Linked DNA regions of Mus musculus: region 1 is linked to region 2. A link is a contact called in public promoter capture Hi-C data. All regions are on one chromosome and are shown on one strand. Each heading gives the region's core, a stretch centred on a gene start, on an enhancer-like site or on the middle of the called end of the contact. The rest is flanking DNA. Distances are from core to core; before and after follow the strand shown.

Region 1 (6,155 bases), core at 1,371-3,870, 2.3 Mb before region 2:
CACTGAGGACGATCACCAACATCAACCTCTGGCCTCCATATGTACACCCCACACATGTGTCCCCATGCTGCAAACATGCCAGTCACACATACGGTAAAACCGAAAAAAAGGAAAAGAAATTCACTATCTCGTTGCTAATGAACACGGGGGACCTGTAAGATGTGACTTTTCAGAAATTGCCGTAGATCAGAATTTTTAAGATCTGATGCGGGAGTGCCAAACCTGCCTCAGCTTCATCTCATGTTTCTGCATCTAAGAGGCCAGACAGCCAGAGTGCTTGGGGACCTTGTGATGACAGACTTGACCAGAATAAGGGGGAATCAGGAGCTTGACCGTTAAAAGAAATCCTCTGGATGGGCAGGGCTTGAGATGGAGTGGGCTTGGCAGCCAGGTTCCTATACAGCTAGCTTTCTGTAACTAATTGGGAAGAATGGGAATGGATATTCATTGCAGAGTGTCCTCAAACTGTAAGTAACTTCTGCCAAATGCCATTTCTCACTGAAAAGCCTTGCGCGGGCTGTAAACTGTCTGCCAGAAAGGGGTTAAATCTGTCCTTTTATAGAAACTGAAAGCACCTCTGTGACACCTACTGATTGCCTGTCTCCTTGTGTGAGGCTAACACAACTCTGGAGAGTTGATTCCTTTTACTTCCAATGTCTCAGAGGGCTGAACAGTGCCATCTACTGGTTCAGTTTGAAATGAGCTGGTTCAAAGTATTTCTCCTTTAATACCAAGAAGTAGCTACTGCCTCACTGGATGTCATGTTCTCAGCAATGTGTGTCACTTCCCAGAAGCACAGGCTCCTCCCTTACTAGGGAGAGGCAGCACGGGACTTGGGTTTCTGCAGAGTGTCACTTAAAGGTTTTGTTGTTGTTGTGGTTCGTTTTGTAAACCTTTCAAAATCAAAACTCAAAAGAAATAGCACAGAATTCTGCGTGCTTTAAGAGTTTCTCATTGCTTAGGATTTTATCCTGGCGTTGAAGGAATGTGGCTGAAATAAGCTGTTCTCTGCTTTAAGAAACTCTAAACCTTCCCATGGCTAGCCTTGTATACTTTAATCAAGGCCCAATTATTTTCTAAATAGCCCATTTTTTTCCCTAAGATTTATTTTACTTTTAAGTGTATGAGTATGTGTATTGAGTGTGTGTGAGCATGTGTGTATGTAAGTATGTATGTATGTATGTATGTGTCTTTCTGTGTATGTATGAGTGTGTCTCTGTGTGTATCTGTGTATATCTATGTGTGAGTATGTCTCTGTGAGTGTGTGAGTATATGTATTCGTACATGGGTGTACCTATGTATGTGTGTATATCCTGTGTGTACATGTGTGACTGTGTCTCTGTATGCATGTGTGTCTGCATATTTATCTGTGCATGCATGTGTGTGAGTGTCTCTCTGTGGTGTGTGTGTATGTGTGTGTGTGTGTGGTAAGTGCCAATGCCTAAAGTCAGAGGTGCCAGACCCTCCTGGAGCTGTAGATACAGGTGGCTGTGAGCCACCCAGTCTGGGTTCTGGGGCAAACTCAGCTCCTCTGTAAGCATGTTGTGTTCTCTTAGTCACTGATACAGCTCTCCAGTCCTTAATTATTTTTTAAAAAAGATTTGTTTATTTATTTTATGCACGCGAGTACGCTGTTGTTCTCTTCAAACACACCAGACAAAGGCATTGGATCCCACGACGGATTGATTGGTTATGTAGTTGTTGGGAATTGAACTCAGGACCTATGGAAGAGCAGCCAGTGTTCTTATCCACTGAGCCATCTTCCCAGCCCCCAGCCCTTAGTTATATACATACATACACACAGACACAGACACAAACACACACACACACACAAACATTTATTCTTTGAGAATTTTTTCATTTTTTTTAAACACACTAAGTCTAATTTGTGTTGCCCATTGTGTTGAGTTTAAGTTGCAGGACCACTTACTGGACCATAATTAACCTACCAGAGGCCACATCCCCAAAGAAAACTGACTCTCCTTCCTATCGAAGCAGATAACTGCTCCTTAGCTATGGATGGAAGCTGGTGTGCCCCTCCCCTTCCCCACTCATCAACAGCCTTAAATCTTAGGTTAACCCTGTCAATCTCTGACCTCTTAGCTTCATTTCATGAAGTGTCCATGTCCGTGTGCCCTGAACACTCTTTCTTTCCTTAGCTCACCATGCCTGTTAAGAATGGAGAAAGCTTGGGCTATCTTGGGATGCTGTGTTCTGGCAAGTCAGTGTGCAGTGTCCACATTTCTCACTGTGGGTTTTCTTACGTCAGAGCTCTACAAAGTTTGCTAGGGAGCAATAGGACAAACTAGTTTTCAACCTTTTATTCACTGGGGGAGGTGTGAAAAGCCGCAGAGGCAGCCTGAGGAGAAGATGCAGGCTTGTCTAGACTGCAAATTGAACAACTGCGTGTTGGTGTATTTACGTCATTTAAGAAAAAAACAAAACAAAACAAAACAACGGTGAACATCTCTCCACTAGGTACCAATCACCTGTGGGACCCTGGAGTTTGCCTTTTGTTTTATGGAAAGAGATGCATTTGTGAGCGGATTCACGGACTTGTTATTCCGTCTGTTGAGATCTCTGCTGATTTGCTTCACAGACTCCTGGGGGGTGTGAGACCAGCATGGCCTTGAACCACACTGCCCTACCTCAGGATGAGCGCCTGCCCCACTATCTTCGAGACGAGGACCCTTTTGCTTCCAAACTTTCCTGGGAAGCGGATTTAGTGGCTGGCTTTTACCTAACAATAATCGGTAAGCTTCCTTAATGCTTCTGTGTCAGAGGCTGCATTGAGAGAATTCATAGGCTGTATTGATTTTGCACAAATGATTCTGATAAGTACGTGGGTATTAGCAGAGGTGGAGAAGGTGAATTGGCATTGTGACAGTCAATCAATGTTTCATAAAAAAATGACTGTTGCTCTCATTAGGGATAAATATTCTATTAATAATCCAAAGAACATTCATAGTGAATTCTTTATCTCAAAGCTACTTCATTTGGTCACTTGATTACTAGGTTTGATTTCTGGCTATCAAAAGAGTGATAATTGATAATTTTTCTGTTTTAAAAAGAATGGCTCTTAGACACCATCTACTTTAGCTTCATTTTCTCATAAATGAGGGAACTCTGGCCCAATATAACAGTGACAGTGAACACTGCTTTATAAGTTGCACCTCAGTCCTATGAAGATAAAAATTATTCTGGTGATCAATGAAATTCCACACTTTGGTGAAAAGAGTTTTTGTGTATAACTCACACAGGGTTGAATCTGCCTTATGTTAGACTGTATTGTTCAAACTGGCAGCCACCCATGGCTCCTGAGTGGACAAACTGTTACCTTTCAAATGAGCAGATTGTAGTGAAAATGCACGCCTCCTATTGAAGGCTTAGTACTTGGAAAATAATGTACAAACATCTTACTGATATTTTGAAATATGAAATGTCCATTGAACTCATAATTTCTGGATTATGAGTTTATGGATTAGATTTATACATAATTTATGGATTAGTAGATTAAGTATTAAATTATTAAAACTAATTTTCTTTTGTGCTTTTATGCTGCTTAATGTGGCTACCAGAAAAAAAACCCAGCAACATATGTATAGCTCACATTTCTGGTTTATATTTCTACTGAATTGCACAATGCAATTTTGCACCAATGACATTTTGTCTGGGCGTGGTGGCATGTTTTTTAACCCTAGCATTTGAGAGTCAGAGGCAGGCAGATCTCTATGAACTCCAGGCCAAACTGGTCTACATAAAATTCCGGGCCAGCCAGGGCTAAATTGTAGCACTGTCTTTAAATATTTACCACATTTCTTTAATTTAAAGTTGCTATATTAAATTTGGGTGAGCTGCGTGCAGGTGGGTTCTATCTTTAGGTTTATGTGTCTTTAATATTTCAGATGTTGGTTCCAGCCTGCTTTCTCAACCTTTCTTTCTCTCCCTCCTTTCTTTGTTTCTTCCACTCTCCCTCCCTCCCTTTTTCTCTTCCCCTCCCTCTCTCATCTGTTTATGACTGGTGAAGAATTTCATGTAATTCCTGAAATTGGAAAAAAAAACACACTAGAATGTTCCATAGATCCCTCTATGGTCAGTGCTTGAGGCAGAAAGAACTTATGAGATTAAATCATATGCTCTGTTGCAAAATAATTTCAAGGATCCTCGTATTTACTGTGAGCATTTGACTACTTTTCATTTTAATTGAAATTTGGCCTTTTGAACACAAATATATGAAGTATCCACTCTTTGCTACGCTTAAAGCGAGAGTGCCTCAGAATAAACTCCACACCATGTCTTCCTAAACTCAGTGATCAGGAAAGGCAGACAAAGAATCATTTCACAAATTAGAATTATTTGTTCCAGTCAGTTGCAAGGGATGCTTTGAAAATAGTGTCTTTAACCAGATCAATGGCTCTAGGCGATCTAACCGTGGGAGAACGATTAGCCCATTCCCTTCCTACTTTGAAGGATTTTTAGCAAGAGAGTGCAGCAGTGTTGGTGGGAAATGAGAAAAGTTCTCATTTCATGCATGTTGAGTGCAAGGGAGTCAAGATCAGACTTAAGTGCTGGAGTGGAGCTTAAAACTTAGGTGTTGGAAAGGAAGTCCCCAAGCTAAGGGAGTACTAGGTGAATTGAAGTCACAGAAAAATCATTTGGGGTGAGTGAGGAAGGGTGGGTTTGGATGAGAATGGAGGGGCTTATACTCTTTCTAGACCCATGTCTGCTTGTCACTTGTTTAGATCCTTTTTAAGGAGCCCGAGTGGACAAAGCAACATTCTTGGTCATCTTTGTTAAATACTAGGAATCTTCGGGGAAACTGAAGAATGAGAATAGAAACCCCAGATTGATATGCAGGAGAAATAAATGTGAGGCCCGTTTGCCACTCTCTTCTCTCCATGTTAAAACCTGTTTTACTAACTGCCTAAGAGGAAGGCTTTTCAGCCCGTCTATACACAAAAGGTACAGGATTTTGATGATCCAAAAAAAAAAAAAAAAAAAAAAAAAAAAAAGACCACCCCCTAGTCTCTATCTTCATAATTTTGTTTTCCTTAGTCTTAAAAATAAATCTGATGTCTCATTATGCTCATCTGCAGACAAGGTTGCTCACGGAAACAACTGAGCATAGCATTAATAGAGTTCACTATTTTTAAAATCATGACGGGCACTGGGTGAAACCCTATGAAATAGGGTTAGTAAAAAGTTTAAGAAAATGAGAGTAAGAAATAATCTCAAGAGATGCTGGCAGGCAAAGGGTGTTAGAGGAACTTTCTGGATTGACTGCATGCGAATACTTAACTGTTCCCCCCCCCCTTTTTTTTTGGCTATGACAAAGATGGAATTTGTTTTACTATTTTTGAGCTGCGTTTTTTGCACTTTTCTTTCCCAGTGTGCCTTGCTAGATGGCTTCTTATTAGGAGTTGCCTTTTATCCCCTCTGCTCTAGGACTGCACAATCCCTTCAGTCTCCCCTCCCCCATTTGCTTTAAGAAAGCTAAAGAGGCTTTCATGGACCATTAAGCATCTTTGGCTCCAGAGAGTCAGCATTCCCTAAAAAGCACCATGCAGTCAGATCCGGTGGTTTTATGCCATCAGCAGAGACACACATTTTTTTTTTCCCCTTGCCCCCTCAAATGAATTGTGGTGGAGGAAGTAAAGTAGAAATTTAAACAGAAAACGCTGGGTCTCTCCTGTTAATACTTTCCTTATTCCTTACCACTGAAGGCAGCTGTACCAGATTCTCATTTATACACAGCTACACTATGAAGCAAGAATTCCTGAGGAAATCTACTCTACATGTTAAGCTATGGAAGTAGGTGTATTCTTTTCTTAAATACAGTCAGTAGATAATGGGTCTAATTTTTGGATTTTTAAAAACTGGGCTTGTAAGAACTTGTGAACAGTTTCATTGTAATATCCAAAACCAACTTGCCATTAATAAAAGAACATTCAAACTTGGGAACACATGTATGTCGTTGTTGTCAGGTCTGGTGGGTTGAGGGTCACTTTCTCTCTCCTTGGTGGGAGGGGAATGTTGTCAGTGGTTACACACTTACCCTTGACAGCTAGTCCAGGGGTAGCTGAAGGCATCCATGGTCCAGATAGTGAGGGTCCATTCCACCGCAGGAATCTAAGTCCTGGGGCCTGTGTTGAGGA
Region 2 (6,106 bases), core at 1,619-4,118:
CTCCATTTCCACCCCTGCATCATTCATAATATTAGATGAGTAGAGTACTATGTGATGACAGAAATCAAGAAACCGTTTAAATAATAGATTAATTTACCACTGATCTTATACTTTAGAAAAGTCACTGCAGACATTGATTTTAGCTATCTACGGAGCTTTAATAGAAAATATTAAATACAGAATACATTCCTAACCAATGAAATTAGGTTGACAACAAGGAATATTTTTAAATGAAGTCTCTCTCTCTCTCGCTCTCTCTCTCTCTCTCTCTCTCTGTCTCTCTCTCTCTCTCTTTCTCTCTCCCCCCTCTCTCTCTCACACACACACACACAGACACACACACACAAACACACACATACACACAAGCAAATATACTATCTTATTTTTTTACATTCTCCCCTTTTCTACTCTGCCTTCTTCTCCTTTATTCTCCTTCCCAAGAAGATAAGATAACTACACGTGGCTTGAGGTTGTTATTTATTGCTCAGTAAAGAGGGTTTATGAGTTTCTGTATCTCTATAATGTATTTTTGCCTTAGTCTACTGGTGTTGACATAAACTGGAGAAGAGTTAAGTTACAGAGGAAAAAAAACGTTTATTTTGGACCATTGTTGGAGAAGCAGAGAAGTCAATATCCTGGTGTCGACTGGCATCTTACTGTGGAAAGCCTATAAATGTTGAAAAGAGTTTCCATAGGAAATGAGACAATAAAATGACATTGTCACCACACTGACAATTAATGATCCAGTGCTGAAACAAACAGAAGTTGATCTCAAAAGAAAATCATTGTTCTTTTTCAAAGGTCCACCGTAACTCTCACATAGTTATGAATACTAATGACAATGGATGACTCATGTATATGGAAGATGTCTGAACTATTCAAACTTTTTTTTTATATAAAATGTTCTTTATACACTGAAAATGCCATAGTATAATAGATTCTGTTTTTGTATCCCAAAGAAATGATATCAAAGAAAGAAGGACTCTGTTCTCAGAAGTTGTATGTGTTGGCTAACAATGTTTACTTATAACTGGCCCTGATCAAGAGATTTCCTTGGCTCAACAAATGCCAACAGTCTCACCATCCTGGGGAAGATTTATCTACATACTGACATTTAATGTGACTTACTGTAGGTAAAAATATGTTTTTACCTCATCCTAGATAATAAAAAATCAATATAACATGATGTAGTCATTCAGGCATGTTTTTCTAAGTGAATATTTTAGTTATGCTTATATGATTTTATCAAATAGCCAGATACATGGAGCTTACCTATCCAGAAAATAACAATTGTTTTCTTTAGTCACCTTAACATTGTTCCTGACAGTCATATAACTAACATAAAAGAGGACTTAAAGCTAAAATAGTTAAAATCAAAATTAACAACAAGTTACATAATGGATAAAATTATGTATTTTTATGTGAAATAGTTAAACACAATCATCTATGTACTGAAAAATATAAAAGAAGAAATATAATTTGCACTGTGGTTATCTGTGAAGAATACCAAACATTATAGAAAATAAGAAAGGGATTTAGTAATATAGACATTTAAACCTATTTTGTATCTTTAAATAAAATTAAAATATGCATTGAGTAGATTCTGTTCTATGGTACATCTTGTTCACATAGACAGGTGAACATAAAGATGTGTCATAATATACATATACATTATACTTGAGATTCTTGAAATGCCTTTCAGGAATATGTATGTACTACTTGAGAATGGTAAATTATTCTCTAGTATTTATCAAAACACATTTGTTAATGTAATTGCCTATGGTATTTGGGGTCAGTATTCTATACTGCTTCACTTTTGTAACATGGAAAAAAGCTTAGAAAACATGAAACCTTGTGTAGATCTACACACTCAATGAAAGCAATTTGATATGTTGCACAATATCATGTTTAACACCGTTCAACCAGAAAATAAAGGCCAGTGCTGGTTGCTTTAAAGATAACTAGAGTTCTTTATCAATATACTCTTTTTTTATGTGTTTTTTTTTCTTTTTTAATATTTTTATTAGGTATTTTCCTCATTTACATTTCCAATGCTATCCCAAAAGTTCCCATACCCTCCCCCCAACTTCCCTACCCACCCACTCCCACTTTTTGGCCCAGGCATTCTCCTGTACTGGAGCACATAAAGTTTGCATGACCAATGGGTCTCTCTTGAAGGTATTATCACATTGAATTTTCAAAGGTACAAGACACAGTTGTTTTCTAAAGCATTCAACAATTTCCTAATATCAACAATTAGGTTTGGACACCTCACGTTCTGTGAGGAAATGTTGAATTCTCAAGAGAACTTGAAAGGTATAAGTCTACACTCATTCTTAAAGGGACTTTTTTTTTAAAAATTGTGCATGTATGGGTATCTAATTGCTTTTGAGTAAAGGTATACTCATATAAATATGTGTTCATGGAGACTAGAAATTGTCCAATCCCCTGCAGTTACAAGCAATAGTAACACACCATACATAGCTAGAAGAAACAAAACTCATTATTCTATGTAAGAGCAGGAAGTACTCTAAATCCAAGTCACCTTTGTAGCCCCTTTAAAAGAAAAAAAAATCCTCACAGCTCTGATAAGATAAAAATTATATGATTAAAAGTTTTTGAAGCATTTAATGGCAAATATATACACACATTTTATTCACTAGATGAGCATGAAAGAGCCAGTAAAATTTGTTTCTAATATACAGTCATCACATGATGTCAAAATGTCAGTTCGATGACCAGCAATAAAATCTGGCATGACAAATCCTGTGTCATACCTGGTTAACCAAGACCAGCTTGCACAAGCAGATTGTGCCAAAACAGGAACTATGCAGAGTATAAATAGACAGCTGAGACTCTTGTCTGATGTCACCTTTCTTCTTCCTGCAGAACAACGCCTCATTCTACTCTGAAGCCAGCAGTAAGTAGTTCTCCTTTATTATGAGATCAAGTTCCTAATTGAATACATTTACAACTAAACAACAGTGAACTTTTACATTTAATTAATTATGTGTGGTTGTTATCAGAATCATACTGATAATTTTATTGAGAACAATTGTTTATATTTTATTATATAAAGTGACATACATGATTATATAGCTTATTTGTTATCTTGGAAATAATATTGTAAAGAAATAATGGGAATGAAACTTTTTAACTCTAAAATCAGAAATAATGTCTATGAATTTTTTTCAAGTGTTCTGTGAGTGGTATCTCTAATAAGACTACAACTTAGGAGTGTAGGGATTTTATTTAAAATCTATTTCTGTACAGTGATACAAATGTTTTTAGAATATGTATGTGAAGGTATCCTTGCCACTGATTTTAAGTTTATCAAAAGAATATTATAGCAGTGAACTTGAAAAAAAATATGCTATTGATGATCATCAGCAGAAAATATAAATTGTCCATAAAATACATTCAAGACAAGCAAAAACCAAAACATACAGTGTTTCTGGTCATAGGTGAATATATTCTGGTAGCTTATAGTTTAATTACATGTATAAATTATGTATATATCTTATATGACAGAGCACATAAGAACTTTGTGTTTGGGGCAGACAAAAATGTTTCTGGAAAATATTAGGGTTTCATGGAACTATTTAATGTCTATCAGATAGAAATTCTATGCTACTGCAGAAGATAATAATTCCAAAGAGCATTTATGGATGTTTTCTTCCATGTGTCTAAATTATGTGCTCTGCTCTTTTATATTTGAACCTACAGTGCCTGTCAATGTATCTAGACTTCTGAATTTGGATAAAAAGCAGTCAAAGTGACAATAAGTATAAATCCTGAAAGCTATTAGGTAAAGGGATGCAAATTTATGAGACAAAGGGTGGATTGCAGAGATGAGTGTCAGAAATTTCTAGAATTATACATCAGGCACAGTTCAGAATTTCAGTGCTACTGCTTAGCAAATTCAAGGAAGCAAGGATATTTTTTTTCTTGGAAAAATTATTTTGTAGGAATTGACAGATTGTTTTTGCAACATTTTGTCCATAGTGATTTCTAGCAGTTTGGATGAACTTATGCACTCTGTCGACTGAATCATACCTCAGAAAAACATGACAAAGCAATCAAGAGTGACAATAACAATATTATATTGGAATTTAGAAAATATTACAGTAGATAATTGGAAGAAAATGATCCATTAGAATCATGTTATTTTTCCTGTAATGTGATCATCCTATGTAATTCTGCAGGGGTTTTATTGACATACTTTCATGTCTACATAACCTTCAAAGCATTGCAATTTCTGGCTTTCAGAACTGAAGGCTTTAAGATGGTGCTTCTATTTCACTTCTGTTACCTGAGTTCTTATGGGACACCTCATTACTAAATCTCTAATACTGAGATTGCTCATGTGTAGAGTGGAATATTTAGTCACAGTGTCTCCCAACTATGTTTTTATGAGTTTGAAATGAATCCCATAAAGCGTCACATGACAAGTGACACCAAGCCCATAGTCATAGTATCTATGTTATTGTGAGTGCCTAAGTTATGGCAAGGGGTGCTTTGACACATTTCATAAAAATTACATATTTATGCATTGTATTCCTTCCACATATTAAATGTAGAGTAAGAAAAACTTTTCTTACTGGTTAGGAGAAACCATTTGCCTAACAAATTTAAAAAGTAAAATGTGAGTGCTGTCAAGATGGCTCAGTAGAGAATGCACCAGGTATACAAGCTTGGGGGTCAGAGTTCAAATCACCAAGCCCATCTTAAAATCCAGATGGGTGTGGCTACATGCTATTCATATCTGGCAGAAGGCTGAGGCAGAATATACTTGGAACAAGTTATGGAGTCAAACCTACTGAAATGGTGAGATCTGAGGGCTCTGCTAGATCTTGTCTCAACTTACAGGGTGAAAAGCAATTGCCTCAGATCTCTATATAAAAGTATACATATATATTGTATAGTAGCATACATTCAAATGTTTGTGCATGTGTTTGTGTGTGTGTGTAAGGGTGTTTTGTATTATACCATTAATAAGAAGATGTGTTCCAAATTCTTTGTTTCGAAATGAAGAGTAAAACTTTTAGTGAATAATTAACAAACAAATAAACATCATATCCTCAGTAGAGAACATTCTGGCTAGTTTTATCTCAACTTGATACAGCCAGTATTATTTGAGTGGCGGATACTCCAGTTGAGAGAACACTTCTTTTTTTTTTTTTTTTTTTCTTTCCATTTTTTATTAGGTATTTAGCTCATTTACATTTCCAATGCTATACCAAAAGTCCCCCATACCCACCCACCCCCACTCCCCTACCCGCCCACTCCCTCTTTTTGGCCCTGGCGTTCCCCTGTTCTGGGGCATATAAAGTTTGTGTGTCCAATGGGCCTCTCTTTCCAGTGATGGCCGACTAGGCCATCTTTTGATACATATGCAGCTAGAGTCAAGAGCTCCGGGGTACTGGTTAGTTCATAATGTTGATCCACCTATAGGGTTGCAGATCCCTTTAGCTCCTTGGGTACTTTCTCTAGCTCCTCCATTGGGAGCCCTGTAATCCATCCATTAGCTGACTGTGGGCATCCACTTCTGTGTTTGCTAGGCCCCGGCATAGTCTCACAAGAGACAGCTACATCTGGGTCCTTTCGATAAAATCTTGCTAGTGTATGCAATGGTGTCAGCGTTTGGATGCTGATTATGGGGTGGATCCTTGGATAAGGCAGTCTCTACATGGTCCATCCTTTCATCTCAGCTCCAAACTTTGTCTCTGTAACTCCTTCCAAGGGTGTTTTGTTCCCACTTCTAAGGAGGGGCATAGTGTCCACACTTCAGTCTTCATTTTTCTTGAGTTTCATGTGTTTAGGAAATTGTATCTTATATCTTGGGTATCCTAGGTTTTGGGCTAATATCCACTTATCAGTGAGTACATATTGTGTGAGTTCCTTTGTGAATGTGTTACCTCACTCAGGATGATGCCCTCCAGGTCCATCCATTTGGCTAGGAATTTCATAAATTCATTCTTTTTAATAGCTGAGTAGTACTCCATTGTGTAGATGTACCACATTTTCTGTATCCATTCCTCTGTTGAGGGGCATCTGGGTTCTTTCCAGCTTCTGGCTATTATAAATAAGGCTGCTATGAACATAG

The links. Promoter capture Hi-C pulls out the DNA fragments that hold promoters and counts their contacts.
Region 1: a contact with region 2 is called in a promoter capture Hi-C map of pre-B cells, with 8 times the contacts expected there. The contact joins the promoter of Opn5 here to the promoter of Crisp1 in region 2.

The regions. Positions count from the first base shown.
Region 1 is chr17:42,607,778-42,613,932 of GRCm38.p6, reverse strand. It overlaps Opn5 (opsin 5), which reads left to right and starts at 2,620. Exons shown (of 7, transcript NM_181753.4): 1 at 2,620-2,753. The coding sequence starts at 2,624.
Region 2 is chr17:40,315,969-40,322,074 of GRCm38.p6, reverse strand. It overlaps Crisp1 (cysteine-rich secretory protein 1), which reads left to right and starts at 2,868. Exons shown (of 8, transcript NM_009638.3): 1 at 2,868-2,920.